2 separate regions of the Mus musculus genome follow, and region 2 is linked to region 1. The links are chromatin contacts, called in public promoter capture Hi-C maps. All regions are on one chromosome and are shown on one strand. The core of a region is the stretch at or near the end of the contact, and the rest is flanking DNA. Distances in the headings are between cores, read along the strand shown.

Region 1 (4,890 bases), core at 416-2,915:
ATAAAAAATTTTAATGAATTAAATATGTCAATATTTTTTCCTGGATCCTTACACACTTGTTTGATTATGTGGCTACAGCTAGCTCTCTCAGAAACAGTTTCACTGTAGATGGGGTTTCGTTGTTTTTGCCTGGGAGGCTGGTTGAGAGGAAGGCAGCTTGGCTATTTAGTTTGATGGACTGGTTGGGGGAAGAGCTGGCTGGCTGGTGCACACTGCAAGCAGAATGGCAGTTGGGGACTCTGGGGTTGCTGCTTGGTGAAAACCAGAGCCAGCCAGACTTTTTGAAGTAAGGTCCAGGGATCCCTCTGCCTACTGTGCTTAGCTCCCCTTGTGAAGTTCCAGGGATTGAATGAGTCTTCATGCTTACAAGGCAAGCATTTTGCTTATCTAGCTATCTCCCCAGGCTCTGGATCTTGTTCTTAAAGTGGGTGAAAAGTGGAAAATAGTGATAGAAGCATATTTAACGTAACTCTGCCTCTTAGGTACATACAAAGAGATCTGTACCCCTGGATCTGAATGCTAAGGGAAACAGCGTGAGAGCATTTAAAGGAATTGGTGGGTATTCCCCCTTGGAGGGATCTACTTGATAATCTGTGACTTGACAACCAATAGATAATAGCACTTATAAAGAATGTCTATGTTATAGTTACATATAGGAAAAATGAGCACAGCTGGACATTGTGATGCATTCTTTGTGATTCCCAAACTCTAGGACACTAAGGCCAGAAGATTGTAAATTTGAAGCTAGCATGAGCTACATATACATAGCCAAGTTGTTGAGAGAAAAATAGACATAAAAGGGGAACTCGAGTTTCTCAGAAGCTGAAGAACAGGTGGCCCTTCACTGTAAAGAAAGACATCAAGTTTGTCATTATACAGAAATGCAACGTTATAAAGCATATTGAGACCATAGGTTGGTAGATTGGTATGCCATTTTGCTCTTTGGGCTGAGCCTAAGCCTAAGGAATAGGCATCATGGAAACAATCTGAATGACCAGGATTGAAGTCCAGGTCAGAGACGTGAAGACCAGGAGTTCTTACACACAGTGTGGCACTGTGGCAATACAACCACGGTGGTAGGCAGTTTGACATTAAGTTAAACTGAACACGAACCCTTGAGCAATGCTATTACTGAACATGTTTGACAATGGCTAGACCAACCATTGGGGGCGGGCATTTGAGAATTCATTGGCCTTATTTAAGAAATAAAATGTTGAGCAAAAGAGATGGCTCATCAGGTAAAGATACCTCCCAAGACATGGTGTGAGTCCTTGGGAACCTACGTGGAGGAAGGTGAGAACCAATTGCCTAAAGTTTTCTGACACCCACAAGTGAGGCACTGCCACATGCACCCACATACTCCTGCACAGGAATGAGTTAGTGCAATGTAGCATGGAAAAAAACCAAAAGTGTGGCCCATGTAATGACAGCCTGCTATTTCTGGGAAAACTTAGGCCCTCTACTCTCTAGCTTTTACAAAAGGACTTTTAACTATGGACTCTGAAAGTTTGAAAGCTCTTGTCATTAAAACCTAGAATATGCCCTATGGAGATAGTCTTTTTCTTGACTTTTTATCTGGTAAGGTCTTTATCTTGAGGATGCAAGAATACTTCCCTCTTCCTCTCTGAAGTGCCAAGTCACAAGCAGAGCTGCAAGCCTTTCAGTCAGTCCAGGGTGCAGAACTGCTTCAGGTAAGGCCAAATATTCTTAAATTAGTGTATGCAGTTAGAGGCTCAGTCTGTATAGGGGCAGAAGGAGACCTGGTACAAGAAACAGTACAAATTTTTACTTGGGAAACAGAGTAAACTAGTATTACTGTGTGCTTCCTGGGTAACTCAATGCCCAGAGTAGTTTTATTAAGCAGCTTGGTGTATAAGCAAACAGTAGCTCATTATTTAAATGTGTGAGTCAGAAAAACATCTTCAAATGCTACTTATGTGACACTTAAATTAACCTCATGTACACTGGAGCGACCAGCCTACTGCACTCGTGTTACTGTAACAGTGCAAAGTTCAGAAAAGCATGGCATAAAGCAATGGGCATTATCACCTGCACCACTGGGCTCCGGGCCGGGAGTTACAAAACGGTGTAATGAGTTGTGGGGTGTTGGTACTTTGAAAATATGTAAGAAATTGAATCTAGTGGAAGTGGGCCTTGCTGCGGTTCTCTTGCTGACTGTTGGGGATAAAGCTCCCTGCTTAACTTGTTAAAGTCAGTGACACAGCCAGTCCCAGGAGGCGTTGCTTTCTATTCTCTGAAAAAGACCGTAGCAATTTTAATTCGTTCTGTAACGATTTTAAGGTATTCTGTAGCTTGAAAATGCCCAAATGTCAATGCTCTAAACAGAACCGGGGAGATGGCTGACTGGATAAAAATGGGAACCTGTAAGACTGATCTACTCTCCAATACCCACATATGCTGAATAGAAAAGTAATTTTTTTTTAATCAGCCTTTGTAAGATAGAGGAAGACTTGGTTGTATCTGAGCGTTCCAAGGCCGTGAGAGTGCTGGCCCAAAAACTGTGCTTGCAGCAGTGCGTGCAGGGCTCCAGGATATGCTCTGAGCCTTGTTTTTGCTCTTGCATTTCAGACATGCTAAGAAGCGCCCTGCTGTCCGCGGTGCTCGCACTCTTGCGTGCCCAACCTTTTCCCTGCCCCAAAACCTGCAAGTGTGTGGTCCGCGATGCCGCGCAGTGCTCGGGCGGCAGCGTGGCTCACATCGCTGAGCTAGGTCTGCCTACGAACCTCACACACATCCTGCTCTTCCGAATGGACCAGGGCATATTGCGGAACCACAGCTTCAGCGGCATGACAGTCCTTCAGCGCCTGATGCTCTCAGATAGCCACATTTCCGCCATCGACCCCGGCACCTTCAATGACCTGGTAAAACTGAAAACCCTCAGGTTGACGCGCAACAAAATCTCTCGTCTTCCACGTGCGATCCTGGATAAGATGGTACTCTTGGAACAGCTGTTCTTGGACCACAATGCACTAAGGGACCTTGATCAAAACCTGTTTCAGCAACTGCGTAACCTTCAGGAGCTCGGTTTGAACCAGAATCAGCTCTCTTTTCTTCCTGCTAACCTTTTCTCGAGCCTGAGAGAACTGAAGTTGTTGGATTTATCGCGAAACAACCTGACCCACCTGCCCAAGGGACTGCTTGGGGCTCAAGTTAAGCTTGAGAAACTGCTGCTCTATTCAAACCAGCTCACGTCTGTGGATTCGGGGCTGCTGAGCAACCTGGGCGCCCTGACTGAGCTGCGGCTGGAGCGGAATCACCTCCGCTCCGTAGCCCCGGGTGCCTTCGACCGCCTCGGAAACCTGAGCTCCTTGACTCTATCCGGAAACCTCCTGGAGTCTCTGCCGCCCGCGCTCTTCCTTCACGTGAGCAGCGTGTCTCGGCTGACTCTGTTCGAGAACCCCCTGGAGGAGCTCCCGGACGTGTTGTTCGGGGAGATGGCCGGCCTGCGGGAGCTGTGGCTGAACGGCACCCACCTGAGCACGCTGCCCGCCGCTGCCTTCCGCAACCTGAGCGGCTTGCAGACGCTGGGGCTGACGCGGAACCCGCGCCTGAGCGCGCTCCCGCGCGGCGTGTTCCAGGGCCTACGGGAGCTGCGCGTGCTCGCGCTGCACACCAACGCCCTGGCGGAGCTGCGGGACGACGCGCTGCGCGGCCTCGGGCACCTGCGCCAGGTGTCGCTGCGCCACAACCGGCTGCGGGCCCTGCCCCGCACGCTCTTCCGCAACCTCAGCAGCCTCGAGAGCGTGCAGCTAGAGCACAACCAGCTGGAGACGCTGCCAGGAGACGTGTTCGCGGCTCTGCCCCAGCTGACCCAGGTCCTGCTGGGTCACAACCCCTGGCTCTGCGACTGTGGCCTGTGGCCCTTCCTCCAGTGGCTGCGGCATCACCCGGACATCCTGGGCCGAGACGAGCCCCCGCAGTGCCGTGGCCCGGAGCCACGCGCCAGCCTGTCGTTCTGGGAGCTGCTGCAGGGTGACCCGTGGTGCCCGGATCCTCGCAGCCTGCCTCTCGACCCTCCAACCGAAAATGCTCTGGAAGCCCCGGTTCCGTCCTGGCTGCCTAACAGCTGGCAGTCCCAGACGTGGGCCCAGCTGGTGGCCAGGGGTGAAAGTCCCAATAACAGGCTCTACTGGGGTCTTTATATTCTGCTTCTAGTAGCCCAGGCCATCATAGCCGCGTTCATCGTGTTTGCCATGATTAAAATCGGCCAGCTGTTTCGAACATTAATCAGAGAGAAGCTCTTGTTAGAGGCAATGGGAAAATCGTGTAACTAATGAAACTGACCAGAGCATTGTGGACGGGGCCCCAAGGAGAATGCAGTCAGGATGCTGGCGTGCCATTACACTATTTCCCAGGCCTTTTCTCCTCTCCCGTGCTCTTAGTGTCTCTTCTTCTCCCCTCTCTTCAGAAGTAGCTTTTGTAAATCGCTACTGCTTTCTAGCCTGGCCTGGGTTACCTCCTCTGCTGTTAGTTTCAAGGGGGCTGAGGGTGGGGGTTCGACGGGACTTGGCTCATCAGGTCCAACTGTGCAGCGCTGGGTGCCTAGTGGAGAGAGGAGCCCTTTCTTGGTTTCTGAATTTGAGGACACATCCTGCCAGTGGGCAAGACCTCTCCGGGACCCAGCAAGGGTTGAGTAACATTTGCTGAAGGAACACCGGCTTAAAACGAACCCTAGGTCCAAGAGATGAAGGCTCTTCCCAAAATAAAGGTGGAGTGTTCTTGTCCCTTTACCTGAAAGGAGAATTCGTGTCCGTTCCTCTTTGTTGTCTCATTTTGAGTCGGTTCTGCTCTGGGGCTGTTGGGAAAGGCAGTGGTCTCTGATACAGAGACGAATTTCGGGGCCAGCCACCTCTGTGCTAGACTGAGCTA
Region 2 (4,482 bases), core at 80-2,579, 280 kb before region 1:
CTTGTTACCTGGAAACGTGTTACACACACACACACACACAGCACCCAGAACTTATGAATCAGTCATTCTGTTAAGGTTATTCCTGGGAAATTTCTGTACACATTAAAGTTAGAAAAGTTAACAGACTAGGTGCCTTCCTGATGTTTTTCGTAATTATTTTAACTGACAAGTAAAAATATTGTGGGCATGCATGTGTGTGTGTGCGCGTGCGTATACATAGATACACATATATGTGTATATATACATGTTTATGTGCCACTTAGTTATAATATTTTATTATACATAGATTAATCAAACAAGTTAGCAACAATGACCGAGTACTCTCAATAATAATGGAAGTGTAACAAGACTCCTAACTCATAGCATGTCTTTGATCTATAGCCGGTGAAAACTACTTCCATGGCTAAGCAGCATGTTACCGTGGTCTCCCCAATGAGGATGTTATTCAACACAGTCGATTATAAACTGATTTCTTTTTTCTTTTTTAGAAAGGGTCTCACTGTGTAGCCCTGACTGTCCTGGAGCTCTCTTTGTGGAGATCTGCCATCCAGTATCCCAAGTGCTAGGATTAAAGGTGTGTGTCACCACGCCTGGCTTAAATTGACTTTTTATATATACACATTACGAGGAAAGCCGATGATTGGTTTGGGGCATTGAATATCTATTAGTGGAGCCAGATCACTATTTTCGCTTTAACTTTAATTATAAAAAATGTTGATACAATGCTCACTGGAACATGTGAACTTTTTTTTTTCTGCTCCAGAAAGCAGAAGCGCAACGCCGCCGGCTTTCACTTTCTAGTTCTGAAAATGCTTTTTAACTGCCCATTCTAAACTCTCACCCATGTGTGAATTTTTCTCCCTGCTCCGCAACTAGTGAATACTAGGAAAACAAAAATCGATTTAATTGCTGAGCAGAAAAACCAGCATCGGGAACCTTCTGCCACCTAGAGCCACAGAAGCACTCTTCTTTCACCGGAGTCCCCTCCTCTTCCTGACGGAAGCCGCGGGGAAGATGGAGTTAGTCCCGTGAACTTGAGCGGACATATTTTCCAGTTGTCCCAATTTCCCGCCGGACTTTAAACAGTGGAGTACAAGTCTGGAATGTACCATTCTCTTAAATCGGTCAGTGTATCAAAATGGAAACAGTCGTAGGAGTAGCCATAAGGAATCACCGAGAAAAAAATTTTACATTTCTTCTCTATAATATTGTCAAACTTGGGATCTACCAAAATCATTCTGAAACAAGTCATTCAATACCCCGCTGTTACACTTCCGGACTGGACAACTTAGGCTCGCTCTTACATCACTTCCGGGTTCACAGCCGGAGAAACCGGAAGCCTCGCGTGCTGAGCAGTGGTTTGTGCTGTTGATGCGTGGTTATGGGTCGGAGACGAGCGCCGGGTGGTGGGTCCCTGGGCCGAGTACTTATCCGGCAGCAGACTCAGCGAAGCCGCAGCCACCGTCATACTGACTCCTGGGTAAGGAAATCTGTGCTCTCCATAGTCTTTCTGTCTTGTTCTGAGTGCCTCCATGCTACAAAAGTTGGAGCCAGAAGTCGCGCCTGAACAGGGTTTGGAAGCAGACCCCAGCAGGGCGCAGAGAGGCTTGATACAGGACTAGTGTGTAATGAAAATGGGAAGAACCCATCGTGTTGGAATGTTTCACTGTGTTTGAGTTATGCTCTAGAAGCCACGGGCGCTCTTGGATATTTCTATAAAGAAGATAACTTGTTATCGTAAAATTTTGAAACAAAGTCTCCGTATGCAGCCAAGTTTGGCTCAGGACTGCCTTCCTCGTGCCTGTGCCTGGAGAGTTCTGGGTTTACAAGCCGTGGCCACCATGCTTGGATCTTTTAAACTTTCCGATTTTAGTTGCCCAGAGAATCGATCCTCTAGAGATGGTTCCGTTAGAGGCGATCTCTGCTTTGCCTTGTTTTGCCCCCTTGGGGTTTATCGTAAGAAATTGACATTGTCTCTAGAAGCTTAGGGAAGATCGTGGTAGCCTTAAAAAGTAAATGAAGTATAGAAATTAATCCCAGCAGAGTATTTGAGGACATTCCGAGTCCTCACTAAAATCCTGTGCTGAAGTTGTCCCTGGTGCGTGTCCGTTACATCGTCCCATTTCCAAACTCTGAGGAAGACACACATGCTTCTTTCTCAGTGTTCAAGTCTGGACTTTTGATACTACTCTCAATGTACTGGCCTTCGGGAAATAGTGGAGAGGTTTAATTTTAATCTAAAGAAATTCTAACTCATATCCTGATATTTGTTAATCCTAAGCTTTTAATCCTTAATTTCGTTTAAAAAAAAAAAAACTATGTTTGTATCTGTAGTAAGCATATAACTTGGGATGGTATATATCAAACTCAGGGTTGTTTTGGTTTTTTGGGTTTTTTTGTTTGTTTTTTGTTTTGTTTTGTTTTTTTTTGCAAGACAGGGTTTCTCTGTGTAGCCCTGGCTGTCCTAGAACTCACTCTGTAGACCAGGCTGGCCTCGAACTCAGAAGTCCGCCTGACTCTGCCTCCCAAGTGCTGGGATTAAAGGCGTGCGCCACCACCGCCTGTCCAAACTCAGGGTTGTATGAGAAATCAATTAGCAGGTAGCTCTTTTTTTAATGGTCATTCCAGGCAAGTCAGTCTCCCAGCCCTTGGGATTTGGGGCAGAGGAGACTAAGGGGAGTGGGGAAACAGATCTCTACACAGTTCACGATGGCCCTTAAACTTGTGGTCTCTGAGACTCCTGCTCCTTTGATGACAGCATGCACCACCACACTTGGCTTTAAAATATTCTCTCTCATAGATCCCTATGAAATATTTTTAATTGGCCAGCCGAGTCAAGACAGTCTGGGTTCTAGTTCTTCATCAGTACTTAGTTTGGAACAATAGGTAAATTATTTTACCTATTTAAACCTCAGTTTCCTTGATAGTAAAATGAGGACACAATAAAATTCGCTTCAATAAAGGGGGCGTGCCCTTGCTGAGGTAAGAAACTGTTCATTTAAATATTTGATCTTGTTTTTTTGCGTTGTTGGATATCGACACTGTTGACAGCAACGGGCAAGTGTTCTGCTGAGCTGTGCCCCCATCTTAGCTAGGATTAGGTATTGCCTGTGTACATTCTAGAAGAGTCCAGCCACTTTGAGAACATAGGCCAGTACAAGCAACGGTAGAGCTGTGTGGATGCGAAGAGCTTCCACAAGAGAGCTGCCTCACTCTTCACTCTGGGTTTATTCACAGCTGCATACAAGTGAACTCAATGATGGCTATGACTGGGGTCGTCTGAATCTTCAGTCTGTGACAGAGCAGAGCTCCCTGGAGGACTTTCTTGCAACTGCAGAACTTGCAGGGACCGAGTTTGTGGCTGGTGAGTTGTTTATTACCTAGTGCCTGTGACACTGGTCACACTGCCGTCTTGCCTACTTCATATGAATCCAAAAAGCAGTATGGGAAAGTTCCATGAGTGTAAGGCAAAGACCACACTGGTTTTTAAATTCAGCTCTAAAGAACGCTTCAGATGTCAGGCATGGTGGTACATGCCTTTAATCCCAGCACTGTGGAAGCGGAAGCAGATGGATCCTCTATGAATTCCAGGCCAGCCTGGTCTACATCCATTCCAGGCCAGCCAAGGTTACATAGTGAGACCCTGGCTTAAACACAGAACAAAGGTTGTATTTCATCATTGAGTTCAAAACATCCTTGCTGCTGTCTGGCACTTTGTGTTTAGTCACTGTTGTAAGTGTGTTCTAAGAACTCAGATGCTGACAGATGCTGGTATGTTATTTCTCTTACTAGTATAAATGTCATGCTTAGAAAGTCATTCATTCATTTGTTCCAAATACTTTTATTTAGAACCAGTTACTCTCATACATTGTGCTGGCTACTCATAGAATGTTCAAAGATGCATTTTATTAATTTTTAAAATATTCTCTTACATGTTTTGAAGGAAGTCTAAGAAACAGTGGACCTAAGCAGGCTCATAGTAGTTTCTGTATGACAAGATTGGGTGATGAGTAGGTGATTGGACAGAGACAGCTGTTCATAGTGGCGCACACTTATGATCCCAGCACCTGTGCAGCACCTGCCATAGTTTGAGGCTAGCCTGGGCTACAAATAATCCCCAGCTTAGGCTAAGTTGCAAAGCCCTCTCTCCACACAAAAAAGACACACAGGCAGGCAGAGACATCCAGACACAATGTGAAATGGCAGCCTTCTTTGTTCAGAAAATTGTCACAAGTTTGGTTGTGCTGGTGCAGTTTAGTTGGACAGGCTGTAATGAGCACAGACACTGAGGGATGGGCAAGGGCCATATTCCCAGGAGGAGAAAAGGGAAGGCTAAGTATGGTGGCCCATGCCTTTCACCTCAGTGCAGAAGGCAGAGGTGGGTGAATGTCAGGGAATTTGAAACTAGCCTGGTCTACAAGTGAGGCCTTGTCTTTTTTATTTTTATTTTTTTACACTCCAGACTTTATTTTCCTCCCGGTC

The links. Promoter capture Hi-C pulls out the DNA fragments that hold promoters and counts their contacts.
Region 2: a contact with region 1 is called in a promoter capture Hi-C map of neural stem cells. The contact joins the promoter of Lsg1 here to the promoter of Gp5 in region 1. A contact is called at or near these places in 1 of 39 promoter capture datasets (neural stem cells), 4 of 115 datasets of contacts at active chromatin or transcription factors (effector CD8 T cells, large pre-B cells, memory CD8 T cells and 1 more) and 1 of 9 other capture datasets (embryonic stem cells).

Annotation. Positions count from the first base shown.
Region 1 is chr16:30,307,556-30,312,445 of GRCm38.p6, reverse strand. Gp5 (glycoprotein 5 (platelet)) reads left to right here and starts at 1,665. Exons shown (of 2, transcript NM_008148.4): 1 at 1,665-1,691; 2 at 2,590-4,761. The coding sequence starts at 2,592. The coding sequence ends at 4,295. It overlaps Atp13a3 (ATPase type 13A3), which reads left to right. Exons shown (of 34, transcript NM_001128096.1): 34 at 1-23.
Region 2 is chr16:30,584,436-30,588,917 of GRCm38.p6, reverse strand. It overlaps Lsg1 (large 60S subunit nuclear export GTPase 1), which reads left to right and starts at 1,329. Exons shown (of 14, transcript NM_178069.5): 1 at 1,329-1,480; 2 at 3,238-3,364. The coding sequence starts at 1,382.